2 separate regions of the Sus scrofa genome follow, and region 1 is linked to region 2. The links are chromatin contacts, called in public HiChIP or PLAC-seq maps. All regions are on one chromosome and are shown on one strand. The core of a region is the stretch at or near the end of the contact, and the rest is flanking DNA. Distances in the headings are between cores, read along the strand shown. Region 1 overlaps KCNJ12 (ATP-sensitive inward rectifier potassium channel 12). Region 2 holds the start of NATD1 (protein NATD1).

Evidence for each region. HiChIP or PLAC-seq counts read pairs in DNA pulled down with a chosen protein or histone mark.
Region 1: a contact with region 2 is called in an H3K27ac HiChIP or PLAC-seq map of skeletal muscle. The contact joins the enhancer-like site here to the promoter of NATD1 in region 2. A contact is called at or near these places in 1 of 5 promoter capture datasets (liver), 4 of 47 Hi-C or Micro-C datasets (embryonic fibroblasts, mesenteric adipose tissue, retroperitoneal adipose tissue and 1 more) and 1 of 2 datasets of contacts at active chromatin or transcription factors (skeletal muscle).

The regions. Positions count from the first base shown.
Region 1 is chr12:61,493,099-61,497,315 of Sscrofa11.1, reverse strand. All of the region lies in intron 1 of KCNJ12 (ATP-sensitive inward rectifier potassium channel 12), which reads right to left. Among named protein-coding and RNA genes, the nearest start is that of KCNJ12, 57 kb to the right of the region's middle. Within about 2 kb of position 2,370, at least 9 of the 83 cell types and tissues checked have an H3K27ac peak or open chromatin away from gene starts, as enhancers often do. A contact at or near this core is called in retroperitoneal adipose tissue and skeletal muscle, where this site is marked.
Region 2 is chr12:61,374,548-61,378,501 of Sscrofa11.1, reverse strand. NATD1 (protein NATD1) reads left to right here and starts at 1,467. Exons shown (of 3, transcript XM_021068053.1): 1 at 1,467-1,933. The coding sequence starts at 1,828.

The DNA.
Region 1 (4,217 bases), core at 1,121-3,620, 120 kb before region 2:
CGAGCACCAGCCACGGGGCCCCGTTGGGACGGACGGCCAGACCCCTGCGCGCCTCTCCAGCAGGGAGAGGGCAGTGGGCAGGGGCTCTGAGTTTTAGGGACCCACCCTCCCACAGCCAGTGCGGGCGTGACCCACGGCAATACTGGCTTCCCTGGCCGGGATTAAAGGAACTGTCAGTGAGTCACCGCCAAGTCATAAGCCTCCCGGAGGATGACAACAGTGGGTTCAAGCCAAGCTGTGTGTCCTGGGGTGGGTCATCCCCGAGCCCAGCCCTCTGCTTCCTCTGTCGGAGGAGGGCCCGGCTGGTCCCTGGGCCAGGCTCTCAGCTCAAGACTCCGGGTTCCCAGCTCCCTGCTTCCCTCTCTCATCACTCCCAGAGCAGCAGCCACGGGCCTTCTGACGGCCTCTCAGCCCTTCCCCTCTCAAAACTGAGGGGGGCAGTTCCCGCCGTGGCTCGGTGGTTAATGAACCCGACTAGCACCCATGAGGAGGCGGAGTTTGATTCCTGGCCTTGCTTAGTGGGTTCAGGACCTGGTGCTGCCGTGAGCTGTGGTGTAGTTTGAAGACGCAGCTCAGATCCCGTGTTGCTGTGACTGCGGCGTAGGACGGCAGCCACAGCTCGGATTCGATCCCTAGCCTAGGAACCTCCATACACCGCAGGTGTGGCCCTAAAAAAGACAAAAAAACAAAAAACCCAAGGGAGGGTCCACCCCAGACCCCCTCACAGAGCTGAACACTCCATGGCAAGGACCTGTTCCCAGGTTGCTGATATCTTTTTTTTTTTTTTTTTTTTTTTTTTTTTTGTCTTTTTAGGGCTGCACCTGCAGCATATGAAGTTCCCAGGCTAGGGGGCAAATCAAAGCGGCAGATGCTGGTCTACACCACATCCACAGCCGTAGCAACGTGGGGTCCAAGCCATAGCAACGTGGGGTCCAAGGATCATGACAACGCTGGATCCTTAACCCACTGAGCGAGGCCAGGGATCGAACCCGCATCCTCATGGGTACTAGTCGGGTTTGTTACCACTGAGCCACGACAGGAACTCTACCAGGTCGCTGACTTCTTGCCCTCCCCTGGAGTGGACACGCACGGTGCCCGGCCCACATGCTGGGCGCCCAGCTTTGGTGACTCCAACTTTTCCCGCCCCCACGAGGGACAGACAGGAACTGAGGCCAAGAGAGGTGAGGTCACTGGCCCTGAGTCACCTAGACCTGGAACTGAGCAGAGAGGGGCACGGGGCCACAGGGAAGCGGAGAAGCCGAGGGGGAGCAGGTGGCCAGCCCGCCCTCCTCACTTCCTCTCGGCTGCCGGACCAGCCCCAGGCTCTCTCCTTCCTGACTCCCAACTTCGCGGAAGGGCTTTTCTCCGGACCCGTAATTCCGGTCAGATTTGCCCAATCCCGGGAGGGAAGGAAAACCAGCTCCTCTCTATGCAGGAGGAAACGGAGGCTCAGAGCAGAGAAGTGGCCTGTCCGAGGTCACAAAGCCACGGGGTGAGGGGCAGCTCCGAGACAAACCCCAGGACGACGGACGCCCTGTCGACGGCTCCCTCTGCCCTGCAGTGGCCGCCGCAGCCCGCGAGCGCGGGCCCAACCCTCTAAAGTTCGCAAACACGAGCCTGGCTGGTGGTCACAGTCCTTGACCGGGTGGTCTAGAGCGGGGGCAGGTCTGCCCATGACACAGGGGTGACCTGAGCCTCCCAGCAAGACGTCCTCCGCCTGCCAGCAAGTGTGCGAAGCCCCGGGCCCCTGCCACCCGCCATCCTAGCGGCCAAGGGCGAGGCCCTTCCCTCCCTGAGGCCCCGAACTGCAGTGTGGTGGGGGAGAGGCGCTGGGCAGAGGCCCTGCACCGCGTGGCTCTGTTGCCACCATCGTTCTCAGCGAGGACAGCCTTTCCTGCAGCCCCCGGTCCTGCGTTCAAGCCCTGGTCACCCCCAGCTCCCTCTGGGAACGTCCCTGGGCCTCAGGCTCCTCATCTGCTGATGGGCAGACCCCTCCTACCTCGGGGGGGGGGGCTGTGAAGGGGTGAAGCCAGGCCCCGCCCCGGTCTCTGGCACACACGGCAGACGCTCGGTAGGAGCCTGTCCTCCCAGCAGCTCACAACCGGCTCAGGATTCCGGCCTGATGGACAGTTGGGCCTCCCGTGCGGCCTGAGTAACAGGCAGCGAGGCAGGAGAGCCCTGGGCTCCACCGGGCAGAGGCCTGGCCGCCCTGTCCCTCTGTGCTTGGGGTGTCAGTGCTGGCAGATCAGGCCAACCCTGACCACGAGCAACCGCGACCCCTCGGGGCCCTCAAACTCTGTGCCCTGGGGGTTGGGGCTGGAGGCCCTGACCGACACAGGGACAGGCTGTGCCAAGTGCCCGGGAGGGCGGATGTCCCGGCTCTGACCCCGGGTGAAGCCAGGGCAGGAAGTTCTGGCCCCCTGAGTGGACGACAGGTCAGGCCAGGCACTGGGGAGCGTTTCCGAGGGTATTTTTATCTTGAGAACATCCTTCGGGGGGAGGGGGGAGGAGGGACAGAGTGTCCTTGGCCCCAGGCCCCTGGGAGCAGCAGAGGCCAGAGGCCTCTGGGCACCCTTTCCTAGAGTGGCCACTGCAGACGCTGCCCCATTCCTGGGCTTGAGTCCCAGGAGAAAGTGGGACCTGGAGGGGTTTCCGTGGGGCTCCAGTTCTGCTGGAACTCACTGTGGGACCCGGGGCAGGGCCCTGTCCCTCTCCGGGCCTCCCTCTCGCCGTCGGCCTTTCCCGAGGGCCTGCTCCACGCTGGCCTCAGCTGGGTCCAGGGACGTGTGGATGGAGTGGAGAAAGCCCCTGCCTGCAAGGGTCGCCCTGCCGAGCAGGCAGACAGCAAAGGGACCAGCAGCCACAACAAGCAGGGTCGTCAGGGCCACAGTCAGAGCCGTGGAGCCCAGGGGGTGTCTGACCGTCGAGGGTAAGGGTCTCATGGACAGCACCCAGCCCGAGCCCGAGCCCGAGCCCGAGCACGGCACAGTGAGCTCTGCCCTCGCGCCTGGCCCTGGCAACGGCTCACCCAGCTCTCCGCCTCCCTATTCCTGGCTGCGCACAGGGGGCTGTCCTTCCAGCCCCAACACTCCGGTCCTAAGGACTGGGGGCTGAGGGGGTAGAGAGAGGCAGGCACCCTGTCACCCTAACGACAGGGAGGGCGGAGGCGTCCTGAGTGCCCACGAGTGCAGGTTGCGCTGATGTGGGGGGAACTGAGGCTCTGAGAGGCCCTGGATGTCATTTCAATGAGCTTGGACTTGACCCCAACGGCGGGGGGCGGGGCGGGGAATAGTTTGAGAATATAAACTCAGGGCTAGATGGCTTGGGTTCAAGTCTTGCCTCTGTCCCTTGCTGGGTGACCCTGGGCAAGTCATATAACCTCTCTGAGCCCATTTCCTCATCTGTCAGCTGAGACCAATGATGTTCTCTCTCTGCCGGGTTTCATCAAGTTAACACGTGGCGCTGGAAATTTCCTGGTCCCCCAGCCACTCCCACTGTCGCATCCCTGAGCCCCCGACTCACACTGAAGAGGGGTCACGGAGTGGTCGGGGACCGACCCTCCCCTCCAAGCAGGAAGGGGTGAGCGTCGGACACGGTGGGAAGGAACTCCGAGGGAGGGATCCAGAGAGCGGAGGCACATGGTGGCTAGTTTTCTTCCAGCTGTAGGTTTGGGGCTTTTTGTTTTGCTTTTTAGGGCCACGCCCGCAGCCTATGGAGGTCCCCTGGCTGGGGGTCGAATCAGAGCTACAGCTGTCGGCCTACACCACAGCCACAGCCACTCGGGATCGGAGCCGCGTCTGCAACCTACACCACAGCTCATGGCAATGCCGGATCCTTCACCCACTGGACGAGGCCAGGGATCGAACCCGCGACCTCGTGGTTCCTAGACAGATTTGTTTCCACTGCGCCACAACGGGAACCCCAGCTGTAGTTTTTCAAGCTTCAACTTAATTCGAGTCTCAGACGTTTTCTAAGTGCCCAGCATGTGCACAGGAGAGAAAAGGCCTCGGACACAGTGACAAGGAGCCACCTGGAAAAGGCTGGAAAATCTGCCCACGTAAAAACACTGGGGAGGTTGTTTATCAAACCCCGTTATAAGCAAAATAAAGGGCCAACGATACGTGTCTGTTATAAAAAGGATTGATTACTCGATGCATAAAAGGTCCTTAAGTGTCAGCGAGAGAGAAGGACAGTCCGGATGAGGCGCGCGCTGGGGC
Region 2 (3,954 bases), core at 218-2,717:
TCAAAACCAAACAATAAGAAGAACGGCAATAAAAAAAATGAACAGGCAAAATACTTACACAGGCACTTCGCAAAACTAGATAACGAAACAGTCAAGGAGGGGACACACAAGGTTTAACGCCATCAGCCTTCAGGCAAAGGCAAGTTAAAGCCAGAGCGCGACCACCTCATAACCGTCAGGGGAGCTAAAATCAAAAAGACTGATGACCCCAAGAATAACTCTCAAAACTGTTGGCAGGAGTGGAAAACGGACCAAGCTCTTCGGAGAAAGGTCTGGCAATGCCTCATAAAACTCACTGGTACAAGGCAGCCTCGCAGACGCATGTTCACGAATGTCCACCAAAGTTTTACTCCTAACAGTCAGAATCCAAAAACCACCCAAATGCCCATCAACAGTGGCCAGATAAACAAACGATGGAGGACGTTTCCAAGCTGCAAAGCAGGTTAAGGATCCAGCATTGCCACTGCTGTGGCATGGGTTTGAGCCCTGGCCCAGGAACTTCCACATGCCCCGGGTTCTGCCCAAAATGTAAATAAATCGTGGAATATGCACACAATGGAATATGATTCTGTGATGGAAAAGATACTCCCAACAACGTCTCCCAACAGCGTGAGTTAATCTCACAGAGAAAATGTTCAACAAAAGAAACTGGACCCTGAAAGCACACACTGCATCTGCTGGAGTATTTATTTACTGATTTATTTGCTGCGCCCACTGCATACAGAAGTTCCCAAGTCAGGGACTGAAACTCTCCACAGCAGCAACTTGAGCCGCTGCAGTGACAACGCTCGATCCTTAAGCCCCTGTGCCACCAGGGAACTCCTCTAGCTGCTTTTCACACGAGGTTCCAGGAAAAGCAAATTAGAGAAGGAGAGTGGTTAGCTCAAGGGGTGGGGTACTGACGGGAAAGGAGAACGCAGTGTTACTTATCTGGAGGTAGGCGGTGGTCACCAGGCAGTGACGTCATGCTTGCACCTGCATTAACAGACTAGTAAAAAGTCACCTGGAGTCATGCGACTCCGGGGGCAGCTTTTGGTGTGACAAGTGGAGAGGGGGCCAAAACTCCTTTCAGAAAAGAAGCCTGGGCTCCCACCTCTCGCAAGAACCTCGCGCTCTCGGGACTCAATTTCCCCCTCTGCGAGTGGATCCGGGGAGCTCGAGGCACTTCCCTCACTCCGTCCCTGGCGGAGAGGTGACATTTCACCCGACCCCGAGCGATAGTTCCGGGAGTAATCCCGACGCAGCGTGGTGTGACCCTCGCAGGTCTCTCACTGCCCCGGGCTACTGTCCTCTCGGTGAAAGGCAGTCAGGCGCACCTACTTCCCAGGGTCTCGGCGAGTCTCCAAGGAGCGCTTCCTGCAGCTTCCGGGGCTTGGCTGCGCTCGGGCACACAGCAAGCGCTTAATAAGCGGTGGCTGCGAGGGGATCGGCGGGAACTGCCCGGTAGGTCTTCACACCTTTTTGAGAAGCGGCCGCGGGGCTGGGGGGTGGCGGGGCGGGGGCCCCGTCTCAAGCGGCCCGGACGCCAGAGGCCCAAGGGCCCAGGCGCGGGGCTGGGAGCCGCGCGGCGCCTTTAAGAGCCGAACGGAATGTATCAAAACAGAGCGGCCGCGCGCCCACTGGCCGCGCGCCGCACGTGACCGCACAGCTGATTTCCTGCTCCCCCCTTTTTGTTGCTGCCGCCGCCGCCGCCGAGTGTCAGTTTCTGAGCCGCCGCCTGCGGTCGGCCTCCCGGTGCGGGTCCGCGCGCGCCTCCTGCAGAGCCGGCCCCCGGCCCCGCTGCGCTCCCCGGCCCGCCGCGCGCCCCCGGCCCGGGTCCGAGCGCCCATGGCGCAGTCGCCCGCCGCCGTGCCGCCGGGCGCGCCGGAGCAGGGCTGCCCCATCCGCGTGGAGCACGACCGTCGTCGCCGCCAGTTCACCGTCAGGCTCAACGGTAACGCGGGGCCCGCCGCCCCGCCTTTTGTCTGCGCGCGCGACCGCGGCGCGCGCTGCGAAGCCGGGGACGCACTCCTGGGCTTGGCGGGGGCGGGCTACCGGGAGAGGCGCGCCCACGCGGGGCAACCGGGGCGGGCAGGGCTCCGGGGAGGCGGAGGCAGGCGCCGGGAACCCCGCACCTGCTCCGCCCGGCTCTTTTCCGGGCTGCTGCCTGGGTCCTGGGAGCGGGTGGGCCGCGACCTTCCCCTTCCCCCGTGTTAAGTGGCTGCTGGCTGCCCCTGGGAACCTTAGCTTTTCTGCACCGAGGGGGTTGAAAGAATCCGCTGGGCGCACCCGAGGCGGACAGCGGGGCTTCTGCCCTGGAGGGAGGCAGGGGGGCGATGTCGCCATCAGACCCCAGCGGCTCTGAGACTTTGGCCAAGTTGCCTCATCTCTGTGCGCCCCAGCGTCTCCATGTCTACAGTGGGAATAACACCAGGGCACAACTACTGGCTGATTTTAAGGATGAGATGCCACAGTAGGAGGAAGGCTCAGAACAGTGCCTGGCGGCACAGAGTAAGTGCAGGTAAACACAGGCTGGTCATTGTTTTTTAAACCAGAAAGCAAAAATCTTCGTTTCCTGTAAAGAACGCTTCCATCCCCTACTAACTCACAGGCCCTCTGCCCAAGAGGTTTGGGGATGGAAAGTAGAAAGATAAAATGGAGAGCTGAACCCCCTTCTGCTTTAACGACTTTTTTCCCCTCCAAGCCAGGCCCCCTGTGCGTGGCAGTGTTCAAGCTGAAAGGGCTCTTCCAGGCCGCTGTACCCATTTCTGAGAAAAGAAGGGAGAGGCTTCCTGATGCCAGGCCGTGGACTGAGGCAGAGCGGGGACAGGGGCCCCGCTGGTCTGACTCCTGAACCTGGGCTCTTCCCACCTGCCTGTGGACAGGGTCTGGGCCCTGGAGCAGAGCCGCTGCTCAGACCCCTGTTTGGGCTGAGCTGTGCCCTGAGCCAGGCCCCGCACACCTCTGTTAGAACATCCGTATGATGTTGGCACCCCCTGCCCACATTCAGAGTAAACCCGGGCTGGGGCAACAGGGAAGGAGTGACGTGCCCAGCGTCACCAGTGCCAGGCCACGGGCCGGCAAGTCCTTCCACCCCTGGCGCTGACGGTGGCCCAGCGGGTCATGACACTCAGGGCCCTAGCTACCCTTGTGCAGAGGGGCCTCGTGGCCTTTCAGATCCTCTTTTCTGAGGCTCCAGAGGGGCCTGTGATTCCCTCGGGGGGCTCAGGGGGCCTTGCACACCCCCCGAGACAGAAGAAGAAGGGGATGTTTGGGGTTTTCCTTCTTTGTTTTCCACATGAGTAGAGCCGGAGGAAGCGCCTCCAGAACTGGCTGTGGTCAGAGCTGGACGTGCCCAGCCATCTTTCTAAACTCGCCCCCTTCCAGAGCCTGCTGCCCAGCTGGCTAACGATAAAGTGGACTGGGCTCCCCAGCCAAGCCCAGGAGCAGCTCCTCTCCAGCCTGCAAGGTGGGGCGGTGCAGCCAGGTGCAACCTGGTCTGGGTGTGTCTGTGGGGGGCAGAGGGCAGGAGACGGGTCGTCTGAGCCTCCCCTCCCCCGCCCCCACCTCAGCTGAGAAGGGGAGCAGGCTGCCCTGGGTCAGGCAGGCCCTGGAGGCCAGCTCTCAGTGCCCAGCTGAGGCAGGGCCATCCTGGGGTTCCGGGTGGAAGCCTCGGCCCCGCCATCCCCGGGCAGAGCAAGGCTGATGAGCCTCAAGCTGGCTCTGGTTCTGGGGCGTGAAGAGGTTTGAGCAGCTGTGTGCGTTAAGGCCTCGGGTTCCAGGAAGGCCCCAGGCGTTGCTGGGTGGGGTCGGGGACGGGCTCTGCCCACTTTGCAGAGGAGGAGACTGAGGCAGGGAACGTGACGGACGGCCCGGGTTGTTCAGCTTAGAGGTGGAAGAACTAGGACTCCTTCCACAAGGGCCTGTTGTGTGCCTACCCAGTGCCAGAGGTGGTTCTCGGTGCCAGCAGCTCGT